3 separate regions of the Gossypium hirsutum genome follow, and all the other regions are linked to region 1. The links are chromatin contacts, called in public Hi-C maps. All regions are on one chromosome and are shown on one strand. The core of a region is the stretch at or near the end of the contact, and the rest is flanking DNA. Distances in the headings are between cores, read along the strand shown. Region 1 holds the start of LOC107951941 (protein FAR-RED IMPAIRED RESPONSE 1). Region 2 holds the start of LOC107925328 (coiled-coil domain-containing protein SCD2). Region 3 holds the start of LOC107925341 (C-type lectin receptor-like tyrosine-protein kinase At1g52310).

The links. Hi-C and Micro-C count contacts between places; a contact is called where the count stands out from the background.
Region 2: a contact with region 1 is called in a Hi-C map of leaf, with 3 times the contacts expected there. The contact joins the promoter of LOC107925328 here to the promoter of LOC107951941 in region 1. A contact is called at or near these places in 5 of 34 Hi-C or Micro-C datasets (all in leaf).
Region 3: a Hi-C map of leaf shows a contact between it and region 1, with 2.4 times the contacts expected there. The contact joins the promoter of LOC107925341 here to the promoter of LOC107951941 in region 1. A contact is called at or near these places in 6 of 34 Hi-C or Micro-C datasets (fibers, hypocotyl and leaf).

What each region holds. Positions count from the first base shown.
Region 1 is chrA01:64,870,852-64,873,730 of Gossypium_hirsutum_v2.1, reverse strand. LOC107951941 (protein FAR-RED IMPAIRED RESPONSE 1) reads right to left here and starts at 1,515. Exons shown (of 9, transcript XM_016887128.2): 1 at 1,315-1,515; 2 at 1-1,056. The coding sequence starts at 1,500.
Region 2 is chrA01:65,214,421-65,217,299 of Gossypium_hirsutum_v2.1, reverse strand. LOC107925328 (coiled-coil domain-containing protein SCD2) reads right to left here and starts at 1,436. Exons shown (of 17, transcript XM_041100386.1): 1 at 777-1,436; 2 at 77-246. The coding sequence starts at 1,172.
Region 3 is chrA01:65,171,784-65,174,662 of Gossypium_hirsutum_v2.1, reverse strand. LOC107925341 (C-type lectin receptor-like tyrosine-protein kinase At1g52310) reads right to left here and starts at 1,460. Exons shown (of 6, transcript XM_016856012.2): 1 at 925-1,460; 2 at 566-662; 3 at 416-464; 4 at 1-314. The coding sequence starts at 643.

The DNA of each region.
Region 1 (2,879 bases), core at 266-2,765:
ATCAGTTAGTATCACTTTAGGAGCATTTCCACCCATTGCTCTAAGCCATGCTTGCATTAACCAGACATAAGTTGATTTTGTTTGATCAGCAACTAATGCACAACCAAGTAACAGAAACTGAAGGTGATGATTTACACCAATGAAGGGCACAACTGGTAGTTTATAATCATTCTTGATATATGTGGTGTCAAGAAAAACCACATCATCAAAATAGCTATAATCAAGCCTCCCTTTGGCATCAATCCAAAACACATTTCTCAAGCGCTGTTCTTCATTGAGGTCCATTGCGTAAAAGAAGTTGGGATTTTCATCTTGCATATGGTTAAAACGATCAAGTAAAACTTGAAGATCCCCCTCCTCTAAACCCAATAGCTGACAGCTACGAAATCGATTTGAGTCACCAGCTGTATGATGATCAAGTTTCTTGCGCCCACCAGATTGTGTGGAGGTGGCAAGATGCATTTTTTTAGCTCTTCCAGCGGTAGCACTGACATCACTGTTACCTAGAGCTAAAGGTGTATGACCTCTGGAGTAATATCCTTGGTCCGGGAATGTATCATGGTTATGCTCCTTTATGAAACTACAAACAATCCACCTTCCATCTTGCCTTCTCTTAACATGCATACCAGCTTTGCAGTCTGTTTTAGACCATGATCGGTTAAGTCTGCCTCTCTTCTTCTTGACAGGAATGGTTGTGGCAAATGCAGGTAGAGGAGACTCTGGGTCATTTCCATATCTAGTACATACAAATTTTGCATCGATGAACTTACCAGATATTCTTGAACGACGGCTAGCTTTTATTATGGAAGAAAAGCCTGCAGATTTGGCATATTGTTTGTAAAACGAAAATGCTTCCTCTTTGGAATCAAATTCCAATCCATCAAGTCCATATTCCTTGTGAAATCTAGCAGCGTCAACAGATGAGGATCTGACTCTGTCATCACTACTACTATCAACCATATTAGTTAGTTGTTCACTTCCTTGTGATGATTGTGTGTGAGGAAAAGCGTGGGAAGCATTAATTAGTCTTTTCATAAACGCAAAGTAATCCACCCACTGAGAATTGCAAAGATCAAGTATTGGAAGTAAGGTTCAATAATTGTTGTTAAATCCAACATTTCTGATAGTAAAACTCGGAGAGAGAAGTGGGTTTTAAGTTTAATTAATTAAAAATATATGGAGGCAAACAGAATGTAGGATGGTGGATCAGTAAGTTAAGAGCGGAGGGAGATTGTTTTGCTGGGAATTTAGGTAATCATATAATAAAAAATAAAATAAAAAGACACAGAATGAGGGGTGAGGAAGAGAATTTACCTGAGGATGGAGGATGGGATGAGTAAGCAGAGGCAGGCAGGCGGGTAAGAGTGTATTTAGGAAATAGATAGAAATAGTCGTCCTGTCCTTCCTGCCTCCCCATCTTCGTGAGCCCAAAGATAAAAGGAAAAGGGCACAAATACATGTACATAAGAAAAAAAACAAAGCCTTCAACCAAAGGCCCATCAAAATCCGCAAATCGGTAAAACTATAAGTCCAAAGTTTGCTTTTATTTTCTTCCCTACCAAAATCCGCAAATCGATATAAAACTATAAATTTAAATGGTTCTTAAAAAATTTTAAAAAAAATTAATTTTGAAATATTTGAAACTTTTTAGGCTTTTACTTCACCCCATTTTCCCCAAAAGCTCATCCGCCCCAACTAGCTCCACCATTTTCCCAATTCCCCCTACACCAAATCAATCGCATCCGTTTTTCTTTACTTTAGTTCTTCATCAATCATGAGCTCATTCAAACTCCCAAATACATTCTTCTTCTTCAAAAAGCCCTAAATTAAACTCTCCATTATTCTTCTTCATTATTTCATTCAAACCCCAAATCAAAATCCCTAAATCAAATCCTCCATTTTTCTCCTTCATCAGTTCATTGAATTTTCTTAGGTTAGGCAAATCTCTCACCATCTTCGATCTCCGTCTTCCAGTCACTCCAAAACTGGTGTTCCTATTAGTTGGCACCGCTCTGTTCTATTCAATCTTAACCTCGACTTTTATGCAATGTTTCCCACAACACATCGTTTCAACTCAGCTGGCCTCTTTTAGATGAACAGTTAGCCTATTTCAATGTGTTTGAATCAGTTTTTGTGTTAAATCTCATTAATGAAGTGTTTGGATCAGGGATTTAAATAGCGGTCCGATATTATTATAGTGGTCTCTATACAGTGGGTAGCGGCACCGTCCAAAATTGCTACAGCCGAAATCGCTATTATGTTTTACAATAAGTTGTGTAAATTTTAAAAAAAATTTCACGACCACGATACTCGCAGTAACCACAATAACATCTATTATGTCCATAATCGAGACAAACGCAATGCGGCCGTAACCGCAATTTAAATCCCTGACTTAGATAACACCTCTAATTGCCCAGGAGAATGATTCTCTTGTGCTGCACCTCCTGGTGCTCACCTTTGCTTTAGTGCACTTAACGCAACCTTTTTTTTCTTCTAATTTTACCCATGGCTCTTTCTATTTTTTTAACTTTCTTTTCCGTTTGCTTTAGTGCACTCAACGCAACCTTTTTTTTCTTCTAAAGTTGAAAAGCCCAAGCAATTTTACCTTTAAATTAGGTTGGATAAATACTTATATTATAATAAATTAACAAATATTATAATTTATAGGATAATAAGTAAATAACAATTGAGATGTTTTAATATTATAACTATCATTTAAATAAATACAAATATTGTAATTTATAGGATAATAAATAAAATATCTGAAGACACATTTTAATATTTTAATAAATAAATTTATAAATTTACATATTTTTAATAATTTTTATGACATGTCATAACTATTTTTTGACAAGTGGATAGTTTTATTGCTTGACACA
Region 2 (2,879 bases), core at 187-2,686, 340 kb before region 1:
GAAGGAAACTAAATTTCTTCGTTTTGCTTTTGTTAGTCTGAGTGTGAGGCTTTATGTTCATTGCTACTTTTTATACCTTTTCTCTGGTTGTCGGTTTTTCGGAGACTCAGAAGGTAGAGATACAGCAGTCCTCAGTGATGTTTTATTGGGCGGCGGTACAGGTGGTGCTGTACGAAGAGACATTGATGACCTTCCAGTTGATGTCGATCGAACTGATGGTGCTTCCTCTACCAAGTTCCGTGCTAACTAGTCCCAGAGTATCAGATATTCGGGTTAGACCTCCATATACACTAGTAAACTAAAACATCTAGTTTGGAGTTTAACATTAGCAATCGATGCATAAAACATTATTAGATTAACCATTATCCACGCTATTATTTTGCATTTATTAAAATTCTCCTAGTACAAATCTTACCAACAAATTTTTTGATCGTATACAATCTGAATTTAGAAGAAATCACAAAACGTAAAGCAAGAGAATTTACAACACAATGCAACTAATATCAACTTCGTGCCGCATTGAACTCAGAGATCAAATCTGATCTCTCCTTTATTAACATTCTCCTAATACAAATTCCTCAGCAACAAATTTCTCGATCAAACACAAAATCCAAATTTAGAAGAAAATACTAAACGTGTAGCGACAGAACTTAAGACAGAATGCAACTAAAATCAACTTTGCGACGTATCGAACTCAAAGATCAAGCCCTACTTCAAAGAAAAAGCAAACGAGTAAAAATAGAACAGTAAGAATTTAGCAAATAAAGTAAACCTACCGCAGGTGAAGGAGATCTCCCGATCCTCGTAGAGTTAAGAGCGGTTCTATTACCGACACCACCAGCCGTAGCGGCGGTGTTTTTTCTAGACAGAGCGAGAGGAGGTGGAGCACTGTACCGGAAACCTAGATCGTCGCCGTCATCTTCTTCATCGTCATCGTCAGTGGTTTGCGAAGCCATGACCTGAGCCAGCCGCTGAGCCGCAGCTTTCGCGGCGAAGTTTTGCGTGCGCTTTATGCTGGAAATGCCAGTGGCGGAGGAAGAACGCGCGTGGCGGGATTGGTTATGCGCCGGCGACAATGCAGGTGACTCAACACCGCCGCCAGTGCTCCCCGTGCCCGAGTGACTACTCCACCGGCGCGTGTAGCTGGGGCTCTCCGTTCGCTTCCGGTCCATCAAGCCGAAGTTAGTAAAACTGGATTCTATTCTGTTTCTTTTATTCGTAACAACAGTAATAATTAACAATATAATTAAAAAAGAAAGTGAGTGAAGGCAAGCCTAGATCTTAGTGGAAGGAGAGTAGCAAAGAGTAAGACAGAAGATAACCATGTTTTAGAGATAGACGGAGAATTTCTTTTATATATTATGTTTTAAAATTTAAGTTTTGCTTCCCAGGTCAGACTCGGTTTTTTCATTTCAACTGCACGATTTGAATGAAAAACCAATATTGTAAAATAATTTCTCCTTAAATTACATGCATTTGGAAATTAAAATCTAGATTTGAATTTCTTATTTTCTTTAGAAATTTAAAATAATTTAAATTTAGATTTGGATTTTAATTAATTTTAATTTTTAAAATATTTTTTAAAATTTAATTATTTAAGAGAATTTGAACATTGTTGTTTGAACCCGTCTAGACTAGTCGATTAGACCGCAAACCGGTCAGGATAGTACTTTGGAGAAAAGCATTGGATCAGTTGACCTAGGGACCGATATGAATCAATTGATTGGACGGTTGAACCATTTTTTTATGAATTTTTAATGATTTGTTTAATAAAATCATATGGATTGATCGAACCAGTCGTAGGAGTCAAACTGATCGAACTGGTCGAATTGATTGAACCGATTGGGCCAGCAAACGATGGTCCAATTATGGAAATTATAAATTAAAAGTTAGGGGTTTATAAATTAAATTTTTGAAAATTATGGTATAAATGAATTTTTTTTGAATATTTATATTGTATTAAATTAAGTGCATGAAGTATCGCCACTATTTTCAAAATTGAACTGAATGACCGATTAGACCAATTAGATCAGAAATTGGTCGAGGTACTAGTCCAAAAAAGAGGTTAGATTTGTTGACTTGTGAACCAATTAAACTGATTAGACAGATCGAACCGATGGTCAAATCAATTTTTATTTGTAGTTTTTATTTTTAATAATTTATTCAATCAAATCGATTAGATCAGTCAAACCGATTAAATCGAAACTAATAATTTGGTCGGTTTGCCTACTAGTCTAATTTTGAAAACTTTGAGTTTCGTTGATGATATATTATAAGTAAAATTAATTATTTATTATTTGAATTTTGAAATAACTATGAAAGAAGAGAGAACAAATAAGTTCTCATGTTTTTTTAGTTAATTTTGTATTTTGAAAATCCCAAGCTTTAAAATGTATTTTGAAATCCCAAGCTTTAAAATGTATTTTGAAATCCAAAATTTAACTCTTATGAAATTGGACTTAGATTTGCCCAAATTCAAATCCAATTTTTTATTTGTTATCCAAATAAACAATTTGGATTTAAAAATAGGTTTTACTCACGCAACATTCAAAAAATTATATAATAGCCACTAACTTTATCAAGTTATTATATTTTTATCACGTGTCCAATAACTTCCCTTAAAATTAAAAAAAATTATAAAAATATTTTAAATAATTATAAACAATTTCCAAAAAATATATATATGTACCTTCTTTTTTTCCATCGCTAACCCATCATCTTCCTTATTCTTCCTCCCATCCTTACTTTATCGTTGTTTAGTGGTCTTCATCAACTAGCAATGGCACCTATCTAACCATATATTGAATGAGGATGGTAGCTTTGATTTTCAAAATATTTTGACATAACAAACTATTAAGATGAAAATATTTTGATATAAC
Region 3 (2,879 bases), core at 211-2,710, 300 kb before region 1:
AATGCATGACGATTTGGGGCAAATGGATTGGGCAGATGATCTAAGAACTGATTCATTCCAGACCGATGTATTATCAGACCACTTCCAACCAGAACTGATAGTCGAATTGCTAACTCTTCCTCCAACCCAGCAACCATTGACACTTTGGCCACACAGATGTTGTGCAAAGTTTAGTTCTTCAAATGATGTTAGGGCAGCTAAGTGTCCATGATATCGTTTACAATGGATCTCAGATTCATCCCATGATTCCAAACTTTCATTGTACCCAAAGCACTTAGTTTTATTTGGAGCAAGAACCCATCCCGAAGGGCATTCTGCTATTTGACCCAACAAAATGAAACAACTTAATCTTCAAAAAAATGTCAATATTTACCACAACAATTAACAAATTTAACAAATCCAGCACCTTCATTACCCTTATACTTGGAAGAATTGTTAGAAGGTGCAGTCCATCCGTTAGAGGCCTGAGATACCAAAGTGATGACAAAAAGAGAAACATTCAGATTCTGAATGCAAGTTATAAATTCTACAACTTGCATATAACTTTTAGATTGTACAATCTTACAGTGTCAGAAGCCACAAGCAGGACTGCAAAAGAAGCAACTAAGACAATAAATTGCAGGGGGGCAACCTTTACTCCCATCACAACTCTATCTTTAATCCTAGAAACGGGCAAAATAAAAAAGAAAAAGGAAAAGTATCAAAGTGATTCTCTAGCGAAATTATAAAAACAATTTAAAAAAAAACATTAACCAAGTCGTGAGTTCAATGGATTGCTCTTCTCTTTTCTTTAAAAAAGAAACTAAAATATTGGTTATTGAAAAGTAGAAACGATGGCAAAGAAATGAAGATACTTTTTCAAATGCTAAGCAATAAGGCAGGGAATAAAAATAATACGATATACAAAGAACAGCATATACTAACCTCCAAAACCAAAGAGCCAAAAGCTGATCATCAGAATTCCGCTAAGAAACCCTAATGCTCCCTGTGGGTTTAAACTGAGAAACTAAAACAGTATAACAAAATTTTTGGGATCTTCCGGATTTAGTAAATGAAAATATAAAACCGCCTGATATTCAGAAAATGCAATTCTCTATTAATTTCCACAGGGTTTATCAGCAATAGAACTGAGACACACACGGAGAGAAAGAGAGAGGGGATTGAATGAATGGTTGAAAAAAGCAAGGAATCGGTGGGAATGTTTAATAAGAGTAGGAAAGTAGAAAATTAAAAGGCAAAATAGAAAAATAAATGCTAACTGGGCTTGTGCTTTTTAACAATCCATCTACCAAAGATGTAGAGAGCGGTATGCTTTGCAAAGACCGGACTGGCTGTGGCAGAGGTGAAGTGGGTAGTTGCAACTTGCAAGCTTTTAGACTTTTCCACCTTTATTACTCAGTACTACGACTTTACGACCAACTACTATCATATGTAGAGTATACATATATTTAAGCTCGCAAAATCTAAGTTAACCCAAAAGCCAATCCCATATATTTAAATTCGAATTTGATTTTGTTTTGGGGTTCAATTAACGCAAAATGTCATCGCATATAAAACCTAGCATCATTCCCAATCATCATAGGAAAAAGATTGTAATAGATAGATATGCCTCGTCATTCTAAATCTATTATCAATTATTTAACGTCATTTCAATATTTTTTTTATGTCATTGACACATTATTTTGGTAATTTTTTTAACCCGAACCCTAAATCTTAAACTTTGGACTATGGATCCTTGATTTTAGATTTTGGACCTTAGACCTTTAACTTTAGACCTTGGACTCTAGACCCTAGACTATGGACAGTAAACCTTAGACCTTGGACCTTAAACCCTCGATCTTAAACCTTTAGGTCTAGGGTCCAAGATTTTGGATTCAGGGTCTGGGATCCAAGGTCTAGGGTTTAGGGTCCAAGGTTCAAGTTGAAAAATTTACCAAAATGATGTGTCAATGACATGAAAAAAGATGTTGAAATGGCATAAAATAATTGGTAAGAGATACTGGATGATGTAGCATATCTGTTTCATACAGTCCTTCCCCAATTATCATATAATACTCTTCACTTGTCCTGACTCCCAATACGGATGGAAGATGTCACTAAAGCATATATAAATTAATAATCTTGAAAATATTTAAGATTTTAAGCTTTGAAACAATATAAATAAAATCGTAAAAATGAGCTAAAATCAACTTGAATGTTTTGAAATAATCTCAAATCATTTAGAAATCTTTCGTGAGTGTTTAGAGGTGCTCGAAGCAAAAAACGAGCTTCAGATGGCTCAAAACACCCAAAACAATTCAGTAGCACTACCCAAGGAATTAGGTATAAATACATAGCCCACATGTTCTAATATTTGGTGCTATGTATCAGTATCTAGCAAGGTATCAATACATATTTCCCTTTCTTATAGCTTTTCAGCTACTGCTTGTTGATATTAGTGCCCTTAGGTTTTTCATCATATGTAATTTCTAACTTTTTCAAACAAATTGGTTTAATAAAATTCCATCTTTCACATTAATATCATTTGTATTTGTCCTCAATCGTTTTTGCATGCAAAGCAAAATGAACAAGCAAATATTGGCTTGTTGATTACTTACTATTTAACTAATATATATCAGTAAGTAATCTAATGGTCCATAGCCTAATTATAATCAAGCAAATCGGTTAAAAGATTATTATGTCGTCTATCAAGTCCATTTAGGGAGGTACCTTGTCTTGGGTATTAGAGCAAATAACTCCCAAAAGATAGAGACATAGATGTGATTGTCTTGATAGCAAATAAATCAAACAAGACCCAAATAGAATAAATCCTAATTTTTTTATGTATTTATTTACTTGTGATGTTCATAGTTGTAACACCCCAAAATAGGGTCCAGGAG